Regions from separate parts of the Zea mays genome. Here region 1 is linked to region 2. A link is a contact called in public Hi-C data. All regions are on one chromosome and are shown on one strand. The core of a region is the stretch at or near the end of the contact, and the rest is flanking DNA. Distances in the headings are between cores, read along the strand shown. Region 1 holds the start of LOC100193150. Region 2 has its middle 40 kb from the start of LOC111590873.

Region 1 (5,175 bases), core at 211-2,710, 110 kb after region 2:
CAACCACTGTTGAACTAGAAGACGCAGATAAAAATATGGAAACAACTGAAATGATTTGCTGCTATACTGAGCCTTCTAAAATAAACCTTCAGTCGTTCATGAGCCTCCCCAACTGTTCTTCCATCCTTCTTCCTCCGCCATGTGTGACCATCTCTCCGGAAATACCGATTGACACGACGATTGTAAAGGAATAGGGAACCACCTGTAGAACAATCAAATATGTTGTCAAAGAAAAGAACAATTATACAAGTAAGATAATTTCCTCTAATTAAGGGATATATGTGCTTTACTGGGTGGCTTCTTTGGTGCCTCATGGGTGATAGGGAACCTCTCGTGATTCTGCAAGATATAGTACACTTCAGAAGGCTTTAACCACCTACTCCTTGCTTCTTCACGAAGTACGTTGATGTCAAAACCTACAGCCAGACAGAGTACCAAAGGATAAGCCGATAAGGCGCGGCAGTATTTAATTTTCTATTAAACCCCATAGGACCACAATAAATTCTCAACATTAACATGAACCTCATCATGGGATATGATTAGTTAAAGAAATCATTCCCATCTCAATATAAAGGTATATTGTATAAAGTTATAAAAAGAAAAATTCCGATGTTTTCAAGCTCGTCTAGGGAATGTACTGATCTCAGCAGTGTCGAAACCCCAACATAAGCCATGAACCTTGCCAAGATTTGCACCTTTATACGGTAGGAAAGGGCATATTTATGCTTCCAAGAGCTTGTACGAACATCCCATCCGTTATTCCGCTACAGCTGTACCAAAAGCTCAACGACGAATTCGAGCCAGAGTGGAGCATGAGCTCAAAAAGAATCTAACAAACGCCCTGCCTATTCCATCAATCACTGAAGAAACACAAGCGCTCAAAAGAATCCGATGTTTTCTTTTCTCTATTCTCCCTATATCGGGTAGTGGGATCCACTTAGCAGCATCAGAAGCAATCAAGAGCCCCCGCCAAGAAACAAGAACCGCTGCTCTCATCGCCCTACCTAGGTCCACCCCCAGGAAGTACAATAAAGATGATGTCTTGGCCGCGGCAATCAAGAATCACCAAATAAACGACGAGAAATCACAAGAAAAACACTCACTCTGGCTCATGGTCACTTGCAGAGATCCAACAGCTTCTAAGCTCCCATGGAAAGAGGGGGGCGAGGAACCCCCGCACTATGGTTCCCCCAGTTGCCAACAAAAGCTCTGAAATTAGCCGCTAACAAACAAGAGTTAGGGAGGACGAGGAGAAGCTGCAGTACGCCACAAGAACTCCTCCTGTGCCCTTTACTGGCTCCCGCAGCGCAGATGAGGATACAGCAGGGCAGACAGGGCATACCCTAGGGTGAGAGGGGGAGAGAACATATTGGTGAGTAAATCGATCAGCTGCTTCTGCTGATTTAGAACATATTGGTGAGAGGGAGAGAGAAGATATTGGTGCCTGAGTCTGCTGCTTCTGCAATTCAAGACAGTGACTGGCCCTTGTGTACCCTGATTTAGGGCTTGTTTGGAACAAAGGGTAATAGAGGGGATTGAGGGAGCTATAATCCCTCACTATTTAAAATTAAGTAGTAGGGGATTCTAGCCCCCTCAATCCACTCCATTACCCTTGATCCCAAACAAGCCCTTAGAGTTTATTAGTCCACGTCCATCCACAGAATTTCATTAGCGAAAAGCGCAGCTGAACGGGTTTGTTGGCGAGGATAAACAACTGTAGTAAGATATTAGTGTGTAGGTGCACATGGGATTTTCATACTGCAACGAGCAACTTGTGCAATCCTGACTTATTAAACTGCTCTACCTTCTCATTTTGGTTTTTGTTTATAGCTTGACTTGACCTGGGAGTCGAGATGACGAGTGAAACCATTATTCATAGTATCACTGGTCACTCCTCCCCATCTGAATGCGAAAGCAAGTGCTTGTTCTTTTCGCAGAGGGTTAGGTAAAAATTGCCGTCTAGAAGTCAGTGACACCGACACCGAGTGTAGTTGTAGATGAATGCTTGAGCACCTTCCTGAGATCCAATGTATACACTAGCTATCCTAAAGCCACAGCCAGCCTTACTTATCTCAACTTATATTTTAAATTACACTTGTAGAGTATAATATATATAGTACAAAATAGTGTCTACCGTGGCCATATCTACAAAATATGATATGCTGGCTATAGCATAAGCAAGACTTCTCATCACCATATTAGAGGCATTCATTTACTCCATTCTTTCCCAAATAATAGTCGTTTTAGCTCTTAGTTTTTATGTCTGTATTCAAATTGATGATAATAAAGATAGACACATATACAAAACACATACATCAAGTATTGTATTAATCTATCAATTTTTTAAAAACAAATTTTATTTTGGGACGGATGGAGTGCTCCATATGTTCTAAAATAATAGTCGATTTAGTTTTTTATTTTTATATTTATATTTAAATAGATAAATATATATATATATAACACATACATTAAGTATTGTGTGAATTCAATAAATATCTAAAACGAATTTTATTTTGAAACAGACGGAGTATTATTTATGTGTGAGAAGGCCTCAAACTCTACTCGGCAGAAATAGGGCAAAGTTAACTACGTTTACAGTGCAAACCTGACGAATGAGCGCGAGTACATTTCTCAATACCACACGCTAACAAATGATTTTGCTGAACTACAAACTTGGCTTTTAGGATGACAGACAGCTGAAGAGAGAAGATGGCCTCGCTCTCAAAGCCGCGTGCTCGAGCATTACACGGAGGAGCAAGTGGTACCAAATTGATGGGACACGGTCCAAGGTGTCGGGGATGATTGGGGAATCTACCTGGTGATGTCTACAGTGCACCCCAGGGCTCTCAAAGCCGTTGGTTTTATTAATGGGCATGGTAGGTAGAGTTTTAAATTTTTTTCCAAACTATAAAAATGTGGTGCTTTAAAGCGTTTTTATATTAAAATAACAGATGAGAAATATTCTGTAGACATTTTGGTAAACTGGATAAACAGTATGCAGTTTTGTTGACCATGCAAGTGAGTTTTCTACTTCGTATGGGTTCGATACCTTCGGTGTTGATGTAATGGTGTCATGATTTTGGTCGGGCGATAGAAAATATAATGATACATACTCTACTTTATACTTTCTATCTCATTTGGTGACGATAAAAAATGGAGTTAATGCTCATTTCGTGTGTCTAGGTAGGATGCAGGGACTGATTTAGATCACAGGCCACCTAGGTCGGGGCCTAGGGCGTGGGCGCGTGGCTCATGTAGACATGTAGGATTTTGGTCGAGGTCCATTGTCCACGCATTGGCATGGACGTGTGGCTCACGTAGACATATAAGATTTTTGTCGAGGTCAATATCCACACATTTGTATCCTGTAGTCGGTGGGAGACACGCACGAGCGCTCGAGGCTGTGTAGGGCGTGGGCTTCGCATGGGGCGATGACCTACGTGGGCAGGTGGGGCTCAAGGTTAACCATTTTGTTTTTGAATGTAAATCCTGTAATAGAACCAAAACAAAATTTGGAGTGAAATTCGCTCGAGATGGAATTTTAAATTAAAAAAACAAAATTTGGTGTTTTATCAATGAAATTCGATAAAAACGTCGTTTCGAACCAAAAACATTTCTCATGTTAGGAAAAATCGAATTTTTTGGCAAGATTTTGATTTGCCGTGTAACATCCACACTTTACATAAAAATATTTTTCACATAAATGATTCACTGGATTCATAAATAACAAATATATGTAAGTAGAAAATGCAATCAAAATACAACATAAACCAAATCCTTCATACAAGTTTAAAGTCCATAGTCCATAATAAACATTGCTTTGACCGTGCAAAAATATTAATTTTTGCTCCATATATATATATATATATATATATATATATATATATATATATATATATATATATATATATATATATATATATATATATATATATACAATGTTGGAAAAGACATCACACATATATACATAATTGAACCTGAACTATCCATGCATTTTTCATAAAATAATATGTCCACATAAAATAGTATGAATATAGAAGTCTAAACTTCAAAAAAATTGGTGAGTAGGGATATATGTTTTATGAGAATTGCATGGACAATTTATGTTGATTTATGTATACATTACCGGACACAACTACTTTGACGAAGCGCAGAAAAACTCGGCACTCTTTGCCGAGTGTGACTCTCGGCAAAGAGGTCTCGGTGAACTGTGCATCGGCAATCTTTAGTGAGTACTTTTTGTCGGACACTCGGCAAAGAAAAGTCACTGTCACGACAACAAGTGATGGAGACGGAGACTTTGTCGAGTGTCCTCAAAGGCACTTGGCAAAGAGGGAGCCTTTTTTGAGTGCCTGTTGGCCTGGCACTCAGCAAAGAAGTCTCTAGTGGCCCCCACGACAGCCTATGTGCCGAGAGCCGGAAGCTGGCACTCGGCAAAGGGAGCACCAGTGGGAGCTTTTTTGCCAATTGTTGTGGTCCTGATACTTGGCAAAGAAGCTTTACCAGTTCCCAGGTGTGCCTTCTTTGCCGAGTGCTATGGCCATGGCACTCGGCAAAGAACTTTTTGCCAAGTGTAACACTCGGCAAAGTGACCAGAAAACCCCTTTTTTATTTGTTTTTATTATTGCATCCAAACAAACAAAACATATATATCACAGAATCAACACATGTATCGCCAACACCATATATCACACAAATATCACCACATAAAACAAGTTTCACAAACATAAGTCTCACCAAGTATCTCACAACGCCAAGTATCAACACCAATTATTACCAACATCAACAAGTTTAACAAACACAAATATCACCAACACTCACAAACATAAGTCTCAATCATCACTAAGAGTTCATCAACGAGGTGGACGGTTACACTGGTTTGGTGATGCGCTCAGCGATCCGGTGGTCACCACATCCGCCCTAGCCTCGTATCCAACCTCGCATCAAAAGAAATCATGCATACAAAGATGATGTATCCATACTGTTGGGACCATGCTTCGTCGCCGAAGGTCCTGCAGGAAGAAACAGCTTCGGCTGAAGCTGTCTTACGTGATGCCGAAGGGTGCCGTTCATGAAGCTTCGGAATTACAAACCGACTTAAAGATAGAATGACCTTTAGTCCATAAGAGTTTGAGTCGTTGTTGTAAACTTTTATGAGGGGTATGATTGTAATTG
Region 2 (5,420 bases), core at 663-3,162:
TCTTTGCCTTGCTCCGTTCGTTTGAGCATGCGGAAATGGTGAGATGATGAGCAGGGCTAAAAGATCTTACTATTTGATTTTGAATATTTTAAACCCTCGATTCCCTCCAACACTCTTGCTCCCAAATAAGTCTAAAGGTTCCCTGATTTTGTGTGGAATCATGGATCTTCGCGTACTATGGCTGAAGATTCATAAATAGATTGTCATTATAATTTTTATTTTCTATGTTTTGGTGAGTGTCTATACTGTGTGTCGGAGGTTTGTCCCTCCTTGGCGTTGTAGTCCATGTGACTACTGTTTTTTTGTAAGTGTTGGTCCTAGCCTCTCGTTTTGAGGTCAAAGCCGGACATTTACATTATCTAAAAAAACCCAAAAATCCATTTTTGCCAACAACTAAAAGATTCCGATTTTATCAAAGAACAACCAGAAAGAACCAGCGCAACACAAACACAAGCAGCAGAGGATGCAACCAGAAAAAGAGCCAACGCAACGCAACGCAAGCAAGCAGAGGACGTCGCTCACCATCCAGAGCGGCAGCGGCGGCGCCTGTCCGGTGACGATGAGCCAGAGCCATCCGTAGCCGAGGAGGTTCTGCGCCGCGCCCATGAGCAGCATCGCCCACGCCGGCAGCGCGGCGGAGAGCGTGCCAGCGACGACGCCGACGTAGCCGCCGACGTTCTTGGCGACGGCCAGCGCGGCCAGCTGCCGCTGGTTGTACCCGAGGCGGGCCTTGAGCACCGGCGAGATGGCGCCGAAGAGGTAGCCGATGCCGGCCATGGACTGCACCCACATTGCGGCCACCAGCACCAGCCATCGGTTCCTGGAGAAGGCCCGCAGCCTCGCCGCGAGCTTCCCCATGGAAACGACCACCCTGCGTTCGTCGTCACAAAAGATTCCTCCCTCTCTCTCTCGCTGTCTTTATGCTTGCTGGAGCTCGGGGTCGGGCGGCGAGACTTACCAGTACATCTGTAGTTTTGTACTGTACGCGTGAAGCACGCAATACACTTGGCTGGAGAAGCTGCATTATGAATGATATATTAAATAAATAAATAAATAATGCTGAATTATTCGAACAGTTGGAGGCTACTCCAGACTGCGATTTCGCAAATTAGAAACCTTTGTGTTTATATATGGCGATAGAGCGCGATTGATAGAAGACTCCTATCATGGCAGCAGAATTATGAAAGGCATGCAGCGAAGAGGATGTCAGTCACTCGCGACTATTCGGTTGATGATATCGTAGTGTACTACATCTAATTGTAGAGAAACTAATGACGCGCCACAAAAATATGGTGAAGAAAACTGAAGAGACGCGTTTTCTTAAAAAAAAATTGAAGATACACTTATGTTAAAGTTTAACAAAAAAAATTATGACGCGTAAGGGCATGTACAGTGGAGAGACACCAAAACGGTTCTCCAAGCACAGGAGATAACTAAGAGACTCTATTGTACAATGGAGTGTCTATAAACGTAGTCTATTAATAAATACAGAATTAAATGTATTTGTATAGCATCAGATCGATAGAACAGACAACAAATTCGTACAGTGGGAAGTGAGGCGTCTGTTGTTACTTGGTTTACGAGCCAGATGCGTCTCTTCACGGAGAGACGGCTCTAAGATTTTTTTGCAAATAACCCCCTAAAACACCTTAAGAGCCCCTACATTAAACACCACTGTACATGCCCTAAGATGGAGAGATTGCCGAAGGAAAATGCTATGTATCACGACTGTGGTCGGAAATCAAACAGCTAGCCAAACACATCGTGACATAAAAGTGATAGTATAGTGGTAATTTCCTGTTGGTCCTCTGGCGACATCGTCTTTTTGTTGTTATTATTGTGATGAGGCTGGGCGTACCAGTAGCCTGTGTCCGTTTACGAGGAGACGACGTGTCAACTCTCTGATCTCTCGCGAGTCGCGTCGTATGGATATGGGCATATGGCTAGCTTGTCTGGAGGGTGCTGATTTGGACGGGAACGGGATTAACGGTGCCGCACAAAGAGCTCAAATGCAGAAGGAAGAAAAAAAAATCTCTATACAGCCTACATCCAGCCAGCCAGCTGTAAATAAATAATCGTGCAGCTCTTCTTCTTTTTTTTTAATTCGTGACATGCTACCAAGGATCGGCTGTCTGGTGTATGGGATCTGCAGCGTCCGAAGCTGCGGTATTCACTACAGTAAACTAACAAACATCCGACAGCCTCCTTATCTCCGACGGCTCTGTACGAGGCCGTCGGAGATAAGGTTATGTCCGACGGCCACAACCGGCGCTCGGAAATAGTGGTTATCTCCGACGGCCTCGTACAGAGCCGTCGGAGGTAAGGCGTTTTAACGCGGATCCGACCCGCGCGCCGTTTCATTTTCACCAGCGCGCGTCCGTTTCTCTGTCGCCGCCGCGCGCCCACACAGCTCCGTCGCCGCCCCGCCCGCCGTCGACGGCCGCCGCCGGAGATAGGGCGCCCCGTGCTCCGGCCGCCGCCGCCCAGTGCTCCGGCCCGTGCTCCGGCCGCCGCCCCGTGCTCCGCCCCGTGCTCCGGCCGCCGGCCCCGTGCGCCCGTCGCCGGCCGGCTCCCCACGCCCGCTAAGTGAGTATACTTAATTAACAATATTGTTTATTAAAATTGTATGCTTGTATTAATGTATTTGATTAGAATTGTATGCTTATATTAATGTATTTGATTAGAATTGTATGCTTGTATTAATGTATTAGGATTCTGGGGCTGGTGGAGATTCTGCAGCTGGGTCTGGAACTTCTCGAGTTAAGAGAACGAGGAAGCTGTATTTTGTTGGACCACCTCCAGAGCTTCCACCCGAATCTCGGGTTTTGATAAAGCCTAGTGGAAAGTGAGTGACATATATTTGCTTAAATGTTATTGAAAGTTATGTTTTAATTTCTACATTGATTTCTGTTTGCAGGACTTGGATCGACGACTCGTTCACAGGCACAGGACACTACAGGCAGGTGAACATGGTTCTTGGTAATCTTGTTCGTCTGCACTGGCCTGGTCTTGTGACTTTTCCTACTGGCGAGTCTGTCCCCGCCACCACTTGGGAGCATTATCGCTATGGTGTCTGTAGAACGTTTGGCAACACACAGGCACTAGTTTGGGATGCATTCTGGGTATGACTTGTTTATACTATTTTAGTTATTCCATATATGTTTGCTTTTATGATAACACTATGGTTTTTGCAGAAACGGTACAAGTTGCCGGACGATGGATCATATGATATGAACGCTCGTTACGTGTTTGAGTATAACGCGAACGATGTCGTTGCAGATGCAATGTACTATGCACGAATTCAGGCTATAAAGGCATGGTACAGAGCAAATGCTGATGATCGACCGATGCCAAATACAAAGGACGAGTGGTCATCAATTTACTTGACGGAGGAGCAATACCTAGAGGTAAACAGGTTGTTGCCTCTCATATCGCACGAAGCCATGTATTTGCTTGCTTTATTTAAAAAATTTCATGTAGGTGTCGGTGCCGTGGATGGCCACCCGATCAGATGGTTATCGGGCATTGTGCAGATGGTGGGCTTCCCCTGAGTTTCGTGCCATTTCCGAAAGGAACAGGGGAAACCGTGGAACTGAGTCGTTCCACAACTACGGCGGTGATGGTCATGTGCGCTTGGCTAAGCGAATGGTAAGTCACAGTTTGTCGTAACTTTGAATTACATAGAAATGTGTCAATATAACTTTTATGTACAGGAAGTCAAATCCGGTCGTACGCCCACGGATGTGGAGGTGTATATGCAAGGGCATAGGGGTTCTGATCCTCAGAATCCTGATGTGTTATGCACTCAGACGGCCACCGACCGTCTAGTGAGTTTTTGATACTCTATTATGTTTTTGATATTGTTTGCAATGGCATAGGGGTTATGCACTTATATTTGATATTGTTTGCCTCCAGGCTTCGTATGGGCAGGAGATGGTTCAACGCCATGGGGAGGAGTACGATTGGAGGAGCCAGCCAATCGACCCTCAGGTAGCATATGCTAGCGCAGGAGGACAAGCCCATGGACGGTGAGATTATTTGATTTGGTTTTCAAAATTGTCATCATATGCTTGCGATTCAACAGAGCCATGAGTTACTATACTAAGTGCATGGTTCACTCTTGTAGGTTGGGTATTTTTGATTCTACGATTGATTCCAGAGAGCTGAGACGCCATGGACGACAATCCACATCGTCGTCTTCACAGTCGTCCCGTTCACGATCAGCAGCCCATGAGATAGAGCTTGCGGTGTTGCGTCAACAGGCAGAGTACCATCAATCAGTCTTGAGGGAACAATTGGAGTACCAGAGGCAACAATCTGAATACCAGAGACAACAAGCCGAGTACCAGAAGAAGAGGGACGAGTATTATGCAAGCCTCTAGGCCCAAAATCAAGCTCTTCTCTCGGTAAGTTGAAGTAACATTTTGTAGCTTATTTTGCAAAACACTTGATGTGTATCTTGTTTGCTCAACAATGACTTGTATATAATTTGTAGCAACTAGCCCAACAAGCGGGCGTCCCGATGCCGACATATGGGATGCCGACTCCGGACTTTGCACTGCCAATGCCAATGTTGGCGCCTCCACCACCGCCTCCGCCTCCGTCACAATTCCCTATGGTATGTACACATATGCGTGTGTGACATGTTCATAGATGTCTTATGTGTTTAAATGAACAACTGAGTGGTTACTATTTCATGTGCTTGTGTTATAGGGATTTCAGACACCACCCGCTTCAGTTGCCGCACCTGGAGATGGGTCTGGTCAAGACGACACAACACATTCGTGGGTGAACAATCTTTTCAGCACACATAGTCCAGCCGGAGGAGGTGACGATGGATAATGAGTGATAATGATGTAAAACACTTGTTGCAACCTTTCATGTGAAAGCCTATCCGTCGAATAATGTTCATTTTGGATTTTGGACAACTATGTTTATGTAAACACTTGTTGCAACCATTTGGAACTATGTCGTTATGTTAAATTTGTGAATGTGAATGCTTATGTGATTATATTTATGAATGTGTATACTTATGTGAGTATATTTGTGAATGTGAATGTGTATATGTGTATAAAATCTGTTTTGTATTTGCAAATGTCAGATTTTTTAAATTTCAGATTTTTGTGCAATTTCTGAAAAATGTTATGTCCGACGGCTTAGTGTAGGCCGTCGGACATAAGGTATATGTTATGTCCGACGGCTTAAAACCGTCGGACATAAGTTATATGTTATGCCCGACGGCTTTAAACCGTCGGACATAACAGCAGTGGGCCCAGGCGGCGGGTAAAACAGTTACGACATCTTATCTCCGACGGTTCGATGGGGCCGTCGGACATAGCTTATGTCCGACGGCGGCCGTCGGACATAATGCTATTTCCGACGCGTTATCCTCGACGGCTTAAAACCGTCGGAGATAAGTT

The links. Hi-C and Micro-C count contacts between places; a contact is called where the count stands out from the background.
Region 1: a contact with region 2 is called in a Hi-C map of leaf, with 3 times the contacts expected there. The contact joins the promoter of LOC100193150 here to the enhancer-like site in region 2. A contact is called at or near these places in 5 of 25 Hi-C or Micro-C datasets (bundle sheath, ear, leaf and 1 more).

Annotation. Positions count from the first base shown.
Region 1 is chr2:72,646,769-72,651,943 of Zm-B73-REFERENCE-NAM-5.0, forward strand. LOC100193150 reads right to left here and starts at 1,461. Exons shown (of 13, transcript NM_001358650.1): 1 at 1,343-1,461; 2 at 1,104-1,209; 3 at 291-416; 4 at 87-202. The coding sequence starts at 1,113.
Region 2 is chr2:72,539,664-72,545,083 of Zm-B73-REFERENCE-NAM-5.0, forward strand. It overlaps the pseudogene LOC103646573. Among protein-coding and RNA genes, the nearest start is that of LOC111590873, 40 kb to the right of the region's middle. Within about 2 kb of position 1,913, at least 9 of the 20 cell types and tissues checked have an H3K27ac peak or open chromatin away from gene starts, as enhancers often do. A contact at or near this core is called in leaf, where this site is marked.